Linked DNA regions of Mus musculus: region 2 is linked to region 1. The links are chromatin contacts, called in public Hi-C maps. All regions are on one chromosome and are shown on one strand. Each heading gives the region's core, a stretch centred on a gene start, on an enhancer-like site or on the middle of the called end of the contact. The rest is flanking DNA. Distances are from core to core; before and after follow the strand shown.

What was found. Hi-C and Micro-C count contacts between places; a contact is called where the count stands out from the background.
Region 2: a contact with region 1 is called in a Hi-C map of the N1E-115 cell line, with 2.9 times the contacts expected there. The contact joins two enhancer-like sites. A contact is called at or near these places in 4 of 39 promoter capture datasets (the C10 cell line, cranial neural crest, second pharyngeal arch cranial neural crest and 1 more), 1 of 15 datasets of contacts at CTCF or cohesin (stem cell-derived epiblast-like cells), 3 of 484 Hi-C or Micro-C datasets (the N1E-115 cell line, bone marrow-derived macrophages and nephron progenitors), 5 of 115 datasets of contacts at active chromatin or transcription factors (differentiating embryonic stem cells, embryonic basal ganglia, embryonic stem cells and 2 more) and 1 of 9 other capture datasets (embryonic stem cells).

What each region holds. Positions count from the first base shown.
Region 1 is chr5:111,007,200-111,013,882 of GRCm38.p6, reverse strand. The region is part of intron 2 of Ttc28 (tetratricopeptide repeat domain 28); the gene reads right to left. Among named protein-coding and RNA genes, the nearest start is that of Mir701, 6.4 kb to the right of the region's middle. Within about 2 kb of position 2,497, at least 38 of the 459 cell types and tissues checked have an H3K27ac peak or open chromatin away from gene starts, as enhancers often do. A contact at or near this core is called in the N1E-115 cell line, where this site is marked.
Region 2 is chr5:111,160,100-111,166,782 of GRCm38.p6, reverse strand. All of the region lies in intron 5 of Ttc28 (tetratricopeptide repeat domain 28), which reads right to left. Among named protein-coding and RNA genes, the nearest start is that of Gm35628, 71 kb to the left of the region's middle. Within about 2 kb of position 3,037, at least 6 of the 459 cell types and tissues checked have an H3K27ac peak or open chromatin away from gene starts, as enhancers often do. A contact at or near this core is called in the N1E-115 cell line, where this site is marked.

The DNA of each region.
Region 1 (6,683 bases), core at 1,248-3,747:
ATAACATAGAGTGTGTCTTCAGAATGTGGCGGAAGAAGAAGAACAATTGTTAAATTACACAGCTACAAACTGAAGATGAGATCTCTCTCAGAACCAAGTCTTAGTGCCCTCACCACTCTCACAGGAGCTGGAAGAACAGCACTCTTGAGAACCAGATCAACCCAGGAAGTTGTACAAGACTTACAAGTTTTCCGTCTAAACGAGTGCATTAGAAAGCAATAGTCCTGCAACAAACACAGGAGGACCACAGGCTTTCCAAAAAGAGGTGGGATGAGATGATACCTGGAAGACAGTCCTGGGTCACAGCAACAGCTATGGTGTCATTCTCATGGCCCACAACACTATTAGTGATAGCCATGACCATAAAGGCATGAAGATAACAGAGGAAAACAGTAATTCACCAGTCCTAGCAGGAGTGTGGCATGTGCCTGAAATGCTGAAGGCCACGAGGTTATGATCAACTGGTGCTACACAGCAAGAGCCTGCTTCAAAAACACTAAAGCACACACCCACACATACAATCACACACACACCACCAAGAACAACAAGCCACAATCTCAAATCACTACACACTCAGTGGTATACAGGCTATACAAATGTACTACCTAAATCATTAAAAAAATATATATAATAAATAACCAAAACCCATCATTCTTGCTGAGTCTGAAACCAAGACCACAGCATCATGACATACAGATTTCAGAACCCTGACTTCTCAAAGCTCTGGATGAAAATTTCCTAAGACAAAGAAAAGCCTTATATAAGAATTATTTCAAAGTAAGTATTTTAAAGCATTGTCATTCAGGATCAGCATAACCCAACAGTCTCCTGGGATCCGGGATTTGAGAGTAAGGAGGAGTATTCTGGGGCGGGATGGCACATCACTAATCCACCCCACTCTACTCTGAGAGGGGAGCTGTGACTGTGTAGGTTCTCCAAATAAAAACACAAAAAGGCCTTTAGATCTCTCAAGAGTTGCTCGACGGAGATGAACGGATGCTATGCAAACTGGAACCAGCGTCTGAGTGCAGCCTTGGTTATTAACACTTGGTCTCTGGTCCCTAAGCGTCTGAGTGCAGCCTGGTCACTAGGTCGGCCCCACCCACCCCTACCCTGTGCAGCTGCTGTTTCCCAGATCATCCTCTACTGTTTCAGGGTGGGAGGGAACCATTGTTTTCCACCAAGTTTGAAACATGTTGGATGTCTTCTGCTTCCTAGATCTCAGAAACTCCTCAACAGGGCTTTGCAGCTTCCGGGCAGCTCCAAGGTGAGGAGTGGCAGTCTCTCCCCACCACAGGTATGCCAGGAGTTGGCCAGCTCCGTTCTGGACTCTCTTCTCCTTCCTTCTTCAGAGCCCACCCGCAAGCAGCCCTGTTCCTCCGTTCTTCCGTTATTACTATTCCACTAATTTCAAGGGTTTAGCGTGTTCTGTGCTTTTCTGTAATTTTTCTTTCTGCATTTGGGGCTGGTGGTGCAAGTGAACTGCAAACAGACTGTAAAACAGCAGCAGGCAGACGTTCCCCACATTAAACACTTGAGCTAAGCCACTGCCTGGGCGCTTCTCAAACGTGATGACACAGGCTGCAAGGCTTGGCTTGGAGAGACCAAGCAGCAGCTCCAGCAGGGCCTTGGGAATGACCTGCCCCGCCCAATACATACAGGCCTTAAAACCAGAGTGTTCCTGGCCACCTGAGGGCAGAACAATGTAAACTAGATTTTATCATCATGGAGCTGGAATGCTTCGATGCTTCGATGAGCAGACTTAATCGATATGACAAGTAGCCTGGACGGCAGCGGCCACGTGGGTTAAAAAAGGAGAATCGTATTCTTTACATGAAAACTTACTTTAAAATCATAACGCAGGAAGGGTGTGCTACATTTCAAATAACTCATCTCAAGATTACTTAAAATGATAAGGAAGCAAATCTGCATTTTTTAAACGATTTAAGTTGAGAATTAAGAGAAAAAGTGATAAGCTGGCTGTCCCCCGCCACTGCCATAAGCTGTGGTTTGTGTCAATGAACAAAGACAAAATAAAGAAGATTCCTTGCTTTGGGCTGTTCAGAAGTGCAGTATAATAACTGACAGTGAGATTCAACTGAGAGAGAGGTGGGCTATCTTTATGCTCTTGGCAGGTGTTATAAACAATGAGGAGCAGAACCTCTGACTAATTCAAACTCAGACCCTTCCCTCTAATTCACTAGGAAACCTAGACACGTGTCAAAGCTCAAGTGAGCTTAAACATCTTCTTATTTTCCCCTGACACGGTCGACCTCTGGCATGTCCCATTGTCATGTGACGTCACGTGCTTCCAGCATTACTGATTCTCTCCCAAGTAAAGTGAGGACATGAGAGAACAAGGGCAACCTCCAGCTTGCTCCTGGTGGTTGGAATTCACAGCAGGAAATGACCTTTTAGAAGCAAGTACCCTGCACAGATGCAACTCTGCTCTCTAGAGAGCAGCAGTAAATCTGCACTTGTCAGGCTGTAGCCGGGGAATGGCCACAGGAAGGGATATTGGAAACATCTGGGAGCTAAGCACACCCCTCGAAGACAACGAGGCAAGGTGGAGGGTGTGGGAAGATGAATGTGTTAGTCTCCAGGCTGGGAGGACGGCGCAGAGTTCAGGACTGAGAATCACAGCAGAGAGACCTGCGGCAGGAGAAGCATTCTCCGAGGAGACAGGCAACCTCTGCAGAACCATATCCTTCAGGGATGAAGGGCAACACAGACAGTCAGTAAGGAGCAGCAGAAGCATACAAATGGGTGAGGACAGGCGGGAAGTCTAAGTCAGTTAGTTCCCAAGGGAAGAAAAGTGAGTGTGAGGGGATCCACACACCAAGAATGGTACTAAATTCTGTGAAGTGTCCATGAAATTCCATCGGAAGAGCTCACTGTCCAATTTTGAATAGAAACACCAGAAATACCTTCCTTAGCACTACGTGTAGATAACTATGTCAAAGCTCTAAAAGCTAATATCCACGTATGAGAGAAAACAGTAAGGGGGGCTGTAAGGGGGAGTAGAATGTGGGGGGTGCTAAAAGGGGGATAGAATGTAGGGGGTATAAGAGAAAAACATTGGGATAACAGCAAGAAGGATTGAGTGCAATGTGGAATGGGAAGGCAGGGTGAGGAAGGGGTATGGAGAGCGATACTGAACACTAAAGACCTTTTCAAAAAACCACATGAAACCTGTTACTATAGAAGCTTCCTAAAATATACACACATACACAGCTTAAATGGAATTACCCTGTAGCAGCAGTGAACAATGACCCTCCTAGATACCACAGGCTATCAAGGAAAAAACCCAGTATCGTCAACAGTTTAGCTCTTTTGGAGTTGTCAGTCAGTGGGGCCCCATAGACCTCCTAGCGTTAAAGGCTACTGCCATTATTCTGGGCTAGTCTCCAGAACTTGATGGTAAAATCCTACTGCCAAAGACATCACATCCATGAGTCATAAAACGTGGAGAAATCAAGCTGGCACCAACCTGGAACCTTCACCCCTACCGGCTGGCCACTTTTGTACAGTGGGAAGATGCTCCACATGCTGCCAGAGGGGGAAAGCAGTCACGAGCGATGAGTACTGTCAAGTATGAGAGTGACTGTGACGAGCCTGGCAAGACACACCTACTGTTGCAATAATGGCACAGACGTATGAGGCGACCAACCACATTCTGTCTGGATTTAAGAACCATTCCACAAGACAAAAGCCATGTTTGGCACTGCTGGTGGTGTCAAGAACCCTTGTCTAGAGACATGATAGGCCCTCAGAAATAATCTACTACTACTATTCTGCTAATGGGTCATAGCATGAAAAGGACTCCTAATGATTTATGATTACACGTGTGGGCCAGTACATCCTTCAACCCTCATCAGGGAAGCCTCTCTGTGCAGAAGATGAATATTATTACCAAGCCCCACAACTATTCAATGCGCAGAGTACAAGCCTGCACAGTGGTGAGCTCTCAGTGGACAGCAGTTATCATGGCCCCTCCTCCAAAGCTTCAGGGTTCATCAAAGGAAGAGGAGGCAGAATGGCTACAGTCAAACATAGTGTTCCAATACGACCCGACAGCTGGACCTGTGTGTGACATCATGGTGGTCGTGAAAGAATGAGCAAGAGCCATGCAAGATCAGACCAGACCAAACCCCAGAATGGACTGAGGAATGACTGCTGGGGTGGGGGCGAGTTAGTTTTCTTTGGAAATAAAGACATAGGAAGCTACTCGGGCTCTAGGAGACGCCCTGTATCATGCACATACTGGCAACCCTTTGTGTGCCCAGTGGGTTTAAACAGAGCAAACTGTGTTCACATGAGGAGTGGGGAGGGGAGGGACTGTAGGGAAGGGGAGGGGCTGTAGGAGAGGGGAGAGACTGACTCTAGGGGAGGAGAGGGACTATAAGAGAGGGGAGGGGCTGTAGGGAAGGTAAGGGTTTGGAAGGGAGGGGAAGAACTGACTGTATGGGAGGGACTGGAGGGGAGGGGAGGGGAAGGATGGCCTATAAGGGATGGGGTTGGAGGGACTTTAGGGGAGGGAGTGGGGAAATTGATCCAAATCCATGATAGATATGTATGAAAGTCTCAAACAATAGAAATGAGTGGGGGGAAAAAGAGGACACGCTTTCCTTTAAAATAAATGGAAGAGCCAAGTGTGGTGGATACCACATGCCTTTAAATCCCAGGACTCTGGAGGCCAAGACAGGCAAATCTCTATGAGTTAGAGGCCAGCCTGATCTACAAGGCAAGTTCCATGCCAGCCAGGGCTACATAGTGAAACCCTGTCTTAATAAATCAAAATAAATGGGGGCATTAGGTAGTAATTAATACAATGTTTATAGCAGGTTTGGACAAAATTGGTCAATTCTCACTAACTATTTTAAGTGCATAATTTGTTTTATTAAGGCATAACTAATGACTTAAAATTATATTCTAGTAAAATATGTACAATAAGTGCTCAGAATCTAACTCACAAGCTTAATTAAAAGTCTGCCACCCTAGCTCTTCCTGCAAGCAGCTACGGGTGACCTGTAAAGATGGTTCAACTACTCAGTGACCTAGGAAGCCCTATAAAAGCATGCAAACCAACAAGTTCAACTCTTTGTCTTCACTTTATTGCTGCACACGCTTAAAAATGCAGGGTGATGGTGACCGTGAGGGCTTAGATGCAGAGTCTCTAGTCAGCGGACACATCCAAGTGGACACGACACCTAATATGTGCTGATGAATTTACAGAGCTCATGGCTGGATTGGCCCATACATGAGCTCCCCCTGCCACACTGAGATAGATGATCCTCACTAAGAAGGAACAGACTGTTCCAAAGCCAGAAGAGGAGGCTGCATAGAAGAGGAGGATAATCCCTGAAGAAACGGAAGAAACAAAAACTCATGGCACAGGATTAAATTCAGCATAAAATAAAAGCAGATGAAAAGCAAAACAGTCGTTCAGCTGGAGATGAACACTTCAGATGGATGGAGGGTCCTGGGATCACACAGGAAAAGAATAGGGTGTGCCAGAGAACGATCTTGGGGTACTTGAACGGTTAGTGATGCCCTCGGTGTACTTGCTAAGATCCTTAGGTGGCAGAAAAGTAACACCAGATAACTAAGATACCAGATTAATAGAATGCCCTGAGATAAATGTAGAAACCATTATGGAAGAAGTTCAGAAGCTAGCAGAGATGGCTCGGCGGGGAAAGCAGAGATGGCTCCGCTCTGCGAGGAAAGCAGAGATGGCTTAGCTCTGCGGGGAAAGGGGCTTGCTGCCAAGCTTCAGAGCCTGAATTCCATCCCTGGGATCCCTGTGGTGGAAGGAGGGAGCTGCCTTCTGACGTCATGTGTGAGACAGCAAGACCCTGCACACGCATAATAACTAGATGTAGCAGAAAAGTTTAAAGTAAAAGCAGCAAAGACTTCCCCCAGCAGCCACGTGGGTAAGCAGCTGTGATTTTTATTAAGACAAGTAATTGATGACAGAGATTTAAAGGGAAATATCACTTCACTAAATGAAGGCCAAAAACTATTTTCAACATAATTCTAGAACTATCCTCAAGTAATATTTAAATAAAAATTACATGCAGATTTATTTATAATAAGCCACAGCCACCAAGAGGTAAATATGATTTGAAAGTGTCTTATATAAAAAATATATTGCTTTATAATTCCTCAAATGCATATTGCCCCTTGAGAGCCTCGCCATACACCACTTATATGGTCACTGCATGTAGGATGCAGCCCCTCGCCTCTGCCTCTGAAGACCAGAGGACCGTCTGCAAGGCATGGCTCGACTCCATCACTTGAAGACTTCAGAAAGCCTCTGCTAACCTTGACCCGGCCCTTAGGAAAGCCCCAGTGCTGGAGTGAGGGAGCCGGGACATTAAACCAAACAGGAAGAGGGCAGCGAAAGGAGAGATTCAAACTCCTTACGATACAGGCTTTCATTACGCCTGCTCCATCAACAAACGCTCACGGGGCAAGATATATAAAGAAAACATTCACACAAGTGGCATCTATACAGCACAGTCACGATATTAATTCCAGAAGGCAGGGGTTCCCCCCCCCAAAGGAATTTCTTTTAACATAGTCATTTTTTCCCTGTTTGGACAAAATTCAGAAACAGAGGTTTGCTTGCCCAGTTCCACTAAGCAGCACCTAAGGCTCACATGGACCTTCGGAAAAAGAAT
Region 2 (6,683 bases), core at 1,788-4,287, 150 kb before region 1:
TTCCAGGTACTGAGAAAGCTCAGTGCAAGGGAAGCAAGAGATGTGAGCTTCTCTGTGGTCCAGACACAGCTGCAATTGGAGCTAACACCATAGAGGAGATGGGAGCCAGGCAGAAGGGCCTGGCCATGTGCTCACCACCCACAGGAAAGAGGAGTGAGGCTTGACCAGAAACATCCTGGGTCTAGTGTACAGGAAATGGACACATAATGAGAAATTCTCAGGACACAGCTGGTGTAGCACTGATACTGTACAGAGCCACACGCCAAGTGAGACAACCTGTCAATAACACCTACTGTGTGCTCAGCAACACCCATGTCATGTGTAAACACCACATCCAACATGTGAAGAGACGTGAGTCCATTTCACAGAATGAGCTGAGCTCAGTGAGGCTGACAGCCCTGTCCTCAGTGATGGGGTGGGGACACCAGGCTGCGCTGATTTCAGAGCTCAAAGGTGTCACACAGTCCCTGGGTGCGTTAGTCACTGGAGTCCTAGCTGTGTGGCTGTAGCTTAAAGACAGGAGAAGCGGGAGAGGCGGAAGGATTCTGCCGGCTCCTGAGATGTAGGAGATCACAGCAGTCACAGGGAGAGCATAAAGTTATATAGTTATAAAAGTTATAAAAGATGGTGAACTTAGAGGTGCTGCTGGCCAGAGGTCAGGCAGCTTCCTCACTGGTGAGGAGGGACTTGACCAATGCGAGTGTTGTAGCTCCTCCTCCAATTCGCACACTGCCCGAGCGTGCTACTCAGTAACTTATGTCTGGCCTTCTTCTTGCTCTTTATCTTTTTAAGCACTTAAAAATGCAGAAAACTAATGTAACAGTTAGCCGTGGCCCATTTGAATGTATTTTAACGTCCTCCCATATTTGCCTTGGCACACACACACCCTCTGGCAATAAAGGTCCCAGCTAGGACCTATCCCCCTTTCCTTTTGCAGAGTCTTTCCTGAGAGACATCACCTCCAGAACTTTTTTTTTTTTTTTTTTTTTTTTTAGATGAGGAAAAAGACCTACCCTGCAAGTCTGTTGGAAGATATAAGACGACAGTATTTCAGTCCTGGCACAAAGCAAATATTTGATGAATGCTGTTATCTGTCACATTAAGGTAACATGTGAACAGACAGTAGCTATTTTATGCAAACCTTATGTAACATTCACAGTTCAAGGCACTCTGTAGACCAGGCTGGCCTTGAACTCAGAGAACTGCCTGCCTCTGCCTCCTAAGTGCTAGGACCAAAGGCGTGCGCCACCACTGCCCCAGCTCCCTTAGAGTGGCCTTGCTCATTAAAATTTCAACCATTCTTCACAGTCCCTCTCAATGACCAACTCTTTCATAAGATCCTTTCTGTTGACCCTTCTCTCTCTCTCCTGTCCCACCCCTTGCTGGACAACAGAGCATTTGCTGATGGACAGAGACAGAGGGTGTGCAAACCGTCTGTGCAGTGCTGAAAGGTCCTATATACTGTTGTGGGTGCCAGCCACTGGGCTAATAATTCTAGGGGACCCAGCCCATCTGTGGAACAGGGCAGAGAAGTACACCGACAGCCTCAGCTGTCCCCGGCCCTGTACGTGCAAGGGCTTTGAGCTGACACTGACCCCGAAGGAGAAGTTGACCTGTCCTCAAACTTCCAGATGACCAAGGAATCTTGATCGCCGACCACGCAGCTTCAGCCTACGGATGATCCTGCTTCGTGTGTCTAAGACAATCATCGGTGTCCTGGCACAACACTCTATGATAGTAAGCCCCGACAGACAGAGTGTGGGGCTCATGATACTGAATGCAAGCTAGTAAATCAAGATGCCCTCAGGCACAGGGAAATAGAAACTCATAAAACAATACTTTATCATTCCCACAGATTTCTAAGTCTCGGTTCTACCATCCCCCAGGGGAAAACCCCAAACCATTTGGGATATTAATTATGATAAAAATTTATTAAGGACTCATAAATGCTAGACGCTACAGGGACCACTTGAAAACAGAGCCACGCATCTGTGCTCATTCGGAGAAGATTAAGTGTCTAATGACAAGGGCTCCCGGGAACAGGAGGCTCTGCAGTGACTCACAGTCTCCCTGTCTCTCTCTCTCTCTCACTGTTTATTATTTATTTAGTCTCTCGGATTTCACACCAAACACCAAAAACTAATATGTGTTCCAGGTAAAATATGACCTCAGGGAAAGCACGGGGTAGCTCACTGCCGGCCTCATCCCTTCCAAGAGCCTGTGAAATACTGTCCACAGCACTTCCCACCCCCTGCCTCTCTCATGCTGAGACAGAACAGAGAGGCTTCACCTTTCCAGAGAAGATGGAGATGGAGAGAGAGAGAGAGAGAGAGAGAGAGGAATTCTTTTATCCTAACATGGAGGAGGAAGGGCAACTTCATTCATTTTCATTTACTTATCCATTTGAACATTTTTTTCAAATGTAAATGTTCGACCTTGCACAGAGCCTGGGGTCTCAGGGGTACCGCACAGTAATTAACACATGTGACAAAACAACACAAAACCCGACACGCACCTGAAATCTTGAAGGATTTACACCTGACAACCTGGCCAAGCTCCCCACACTCCGGGGTCAGGCTATTACATTTTAATAAAGTGGTGCTTCATGGAGTGGCATCCAGGAGGAAGAGATTAACGCAGGAAAAAAGCCAGGCCTGTGAGTGACCAGCTGACTGGCATGAATTAAACTGGAATCACCAACTATGATATTACATGAACAACAGAGTGTACGGGGTAGATAAATAGGCACAAAGAAGCCCCTGTAAAGAAGGCCGGCTCTGAGATGGAGGTGGGATGTCCTAGGCGAGGGAAGGATGCTTCACCCCACCCCCACCGCGGACGTTCCCTTTGCAAACCACAGACTCATTTATTGCAGTTCCGAGCAAGCTCAGGTGAGAATAATCCCCCAGAAGAAGTAGCTCATTGATTTTTGTGCTATGACGTCGATTTCCTCCCCACTGATCCATGGGATGGTTTAAGGATCCGAGGAGCAGATGAGGCCTGATACAGTGGCACAGACCCCTAAGCGGGAGCGGGGAGGGGTGTGTGTTAGATTCTGGGATCTGCGACAAATGAATAAAGCATTTGCTTCAGGGGTCTCCCGAAACCCTGGGAACTGGCCTGCAGAGACTATTCTCACAGTATTCTAATTGTCCTGGGCCGGCAGAGATATTCCTTAATAACTGCTAAGTAACAGACGGCACGGATCACAGGCTGGAGGAGGATAAACAGCGTCTGGAGAAGGGAGGGGCACCTCGGTTTGGTTAACAAATCTGAGCCCCTTGGGACTTCTTTCATAAAAGCGGATTTTAATTTCCCTCTACTCATCCTCTGTGAGTCTAAGCAGGTTACAGCCTCCCCGTAGCTCCAGATCCTCCACTGTTTAATTCTAGGGAGAAGGGAAGATATACATCCACTTTCTAATGACCTTTCAACTCTAATAAACTCCAATGATAATTACAGAATTTGTGCTGAGCCAGTGTGAGAGTCTAGTTCATCACGCCGCCCAGACCTTAGAGCTTGGAGGGAAATTTAGCCCTCATGCACAGATCTGCTTAGTGTGCCCCTGGTAGTAGATGGATCCTGGTTAGTGCTTTCTCTGTTAAATCATTTAAGACCCGAGAGCCGCATTTTGCCTTAAGTGGTGCTGCAGTTTCATAAGCAGAAGGGATGGGTCATCTCACGAGGGACTTGAAGTGACTGAGTTCTGGCTAAGAGGACGCCAGATAAAGACAGTCCCGACCAGAGACAGCCAACCATTCAACACATGGGGTTGGTTAAGCCCTTGACACATGGCAGAGGGTGGGTGAGGCACCAGGGGCACACCTGCCTGAGATCCAAGGGCAGCATCATGGCTCACTGCTGCCTCCCCAGCACCAGAACAGCAGTAAGGCAGAGAGGTGCTCAGCAAGAGAGAGACACGGTCCCTGAGAGGATGGGGGAAGTCTGCAGAGCTGACAGACAGCCCGAACAGGGCTACCACAATGATGTGGAAGAGGCCCTGATGATCTGGGGTTAGGGAGGACCGATAGATTACACCTTGCCTGGGTTCAGTGAGCGGAGGTTAGAGAGTGGGAGAATGCCTGGAAGGAAAGAGCTTGCAATGAACATCTGGGGTGGGAATTCCTCGAGGCCAGCCTCCTTCTCTGTGTAGCTTAGAAGTTGACGTTCTCAGTGAGTGGACTGTGTTTGCTTTGCCTCTGCATATATGATCCCACTGAACTGGATTCATGACTACTCAGGTTTAGGTCGAGTGCTCCCCAAAGGTCCAGAGGTAAAGGTATTATGTCAGTTGAAGTTGCATTGTGGGAGCTAAGGAAGGCCATTAGGAGGGGGAACATTTCAACACCCACACCGATGGGGAAAGGAAGTCTATAGTTTTGCGCTGTTAAAATTGAGGGTTAACATACTAAGGCTGGGAAAAACCGTACATGATCTAATAATAAATTCAGACATGAAATTAAACATCTCGCCATGGATTTACAAAACCAGTTCTGCAAAGTCACGTCTAACGCATGGATTCCACGTAGTGAGAAGGAATTACAGTGACGGAGAGAAATGGGATCATATATAACCTCCTACTATCATCAGGAGATTTCTTACTCTACATCGAAATCAACAGTAATAGATATGCACTCCCACACTTGGGAGGTGGAGGCAGGAGTTCAAGGCCATCGCTGACTACACAGCAAGTTAATGGTCACAGTGGCCTCCACGACAGCCTGTCTCAAAACCAAAACTCAACAGCAAAAAAGAATATATGAGATAAAATGATAAAGTCAGGCGATACATTGGACACAGAGAAGTACCATCAGTGGACAGAGTGTGCCCTTCAGAATTAAGCTAACTTGCTTCATGCTCTGGAGTGTCCGACACTATGCACTGCCTGCAGACCTTACCTGTGCACACACTCATCACTACACAGTCACCCTGCTTGCCCACCCACCACCATCTCATTCAGAAAAATCTTTAAATACCAGGAAGCTATCAGGTTCACTCATACTGGCAGGCACAGATATCCCCTGCCCCCATTCCAACTTCTCCTTACAACTTTGCAGTGATAACAAATGCCGTTGTCTTTAAGATGTCAGGCTTGCTAGTTCATTTTTTGATAAAAACGTCCCCAACATCCAAGTCAAGGAAACCATTTTTCTGCCACCCTTTTCACAGAAGACGATGTCCTGTGAGCTGCCACCCACAGTGTTCCAACCGTATGAGCTGGGAAACACATACAGTCACAGGTGGGGGTGGGGGTTCTACTGGAAGTGACTTTGGCTTTGGCTGTGGTGTAGCAGAGGCAAGCTGGGCCTCATACCCAGCTGACTACAGAGAATACTAGAAAGATGTGAGACTGGCAACATCCACAATTTTATTGCTTCATAGAGTGAGGGATAAGCAGACAGGCAGAAGGAAAGGCCACAGCTAGATACAAAGATGGCAGACTTCCAGCTTCTCTTGCATACTCCTGACCAGAGACCAGATTCCTGGCGGGTTTTTTCTCCAATCAATACAGTTTCCCGACCTGTGAGCAAATCTGAAAATGTTAAGGCCAGAATAGAATTACCCCAAAGTAGGGGGTCCATCAGCCTCCCTGTCTTTATTTAAACTGACCAATCCTAAATTAGGGAGGGAGACTCTCAAGGGACCCTGAGATCTCCAGTCTCAAGGTGTGATTGGACTTCAGCTTCCCAAGCCCCACCCCTTGCTGTGCGTGTGTGTGCGTGTGCGTGTGCGTGTGCGTGTGTGTGTGTGTGTGCGCGCGAGTGTTCAGTGTGTGTTTCCTCATTCCTAATAAAAGCCTTTCTTCACCAGCTGATTCAGTCTGCTGTCTGACATTTTCCTCCCCACTGCTACCTGTTGTGTGAGAGTTTTTAAATTGTCTTTTACTTTTTTTTAACTGACAGGGAAAATAAATCTGATCCAGACTCCTAACAAGTCGGGTGAGGACGCTCTTGGGAGAAAACCCTAAGCTCGTGGCAGAGAGGACAGAGAGGTTTATGCAGCCCATGCAGCTGCCTGGGTCACACTGAGACCTTCACAGGTGGGCCGCCCTGGCTTCTGGGCCAATATCAATAAATGTTTTTTTTTTTTTTTAACAATGCAAATGGCCTCTTTTATGAAGAAACTGACCTTGGAGCTTCCCTGGAAGGCTGGGGGTGGGGGGCTCAGAGCACACTGATGCTCTGCACAGTCCTGGACTCAGTAGATTTGAGCTCTATCCCAGGGGACCACTGGCCATGGGCTCCCGAGCATGCAGCTGGGCTGCTTTTAGCCTGGGACTATTTGGTTAACCAGTGATGGGAAAAGCACCAGACACAGAGAGCTACTGTAGAGAAGATCAGAGGAGCAGGCAACAAGTTGCAAACACTCAGAAGATGTTTACAGAATAATTTTTAGTCCTCTTCCTTGATGTAAGAGGGAGCTTATTCCATCCCACAGCTATCCTGAGGTCAGGGGAGGTAGGCAGCTCAGAGGACTGATTGTGAACTGGGACCCCCGACCCCCATCTGGGGCTCGAGTAAGAGATCGAGCCACACGGAAACGGGGGGGAGGGGTTAAAAAATGTTCTATGTGTATTCCGTCAGTAACCATGCCAACCGTCTCTGTCTACAGGAAGTGGGGGTGCCTCCTGAAGCTCCCCCATCACCACACTACAGACGCTCCCCCCACCTCCCCTAGGAAAC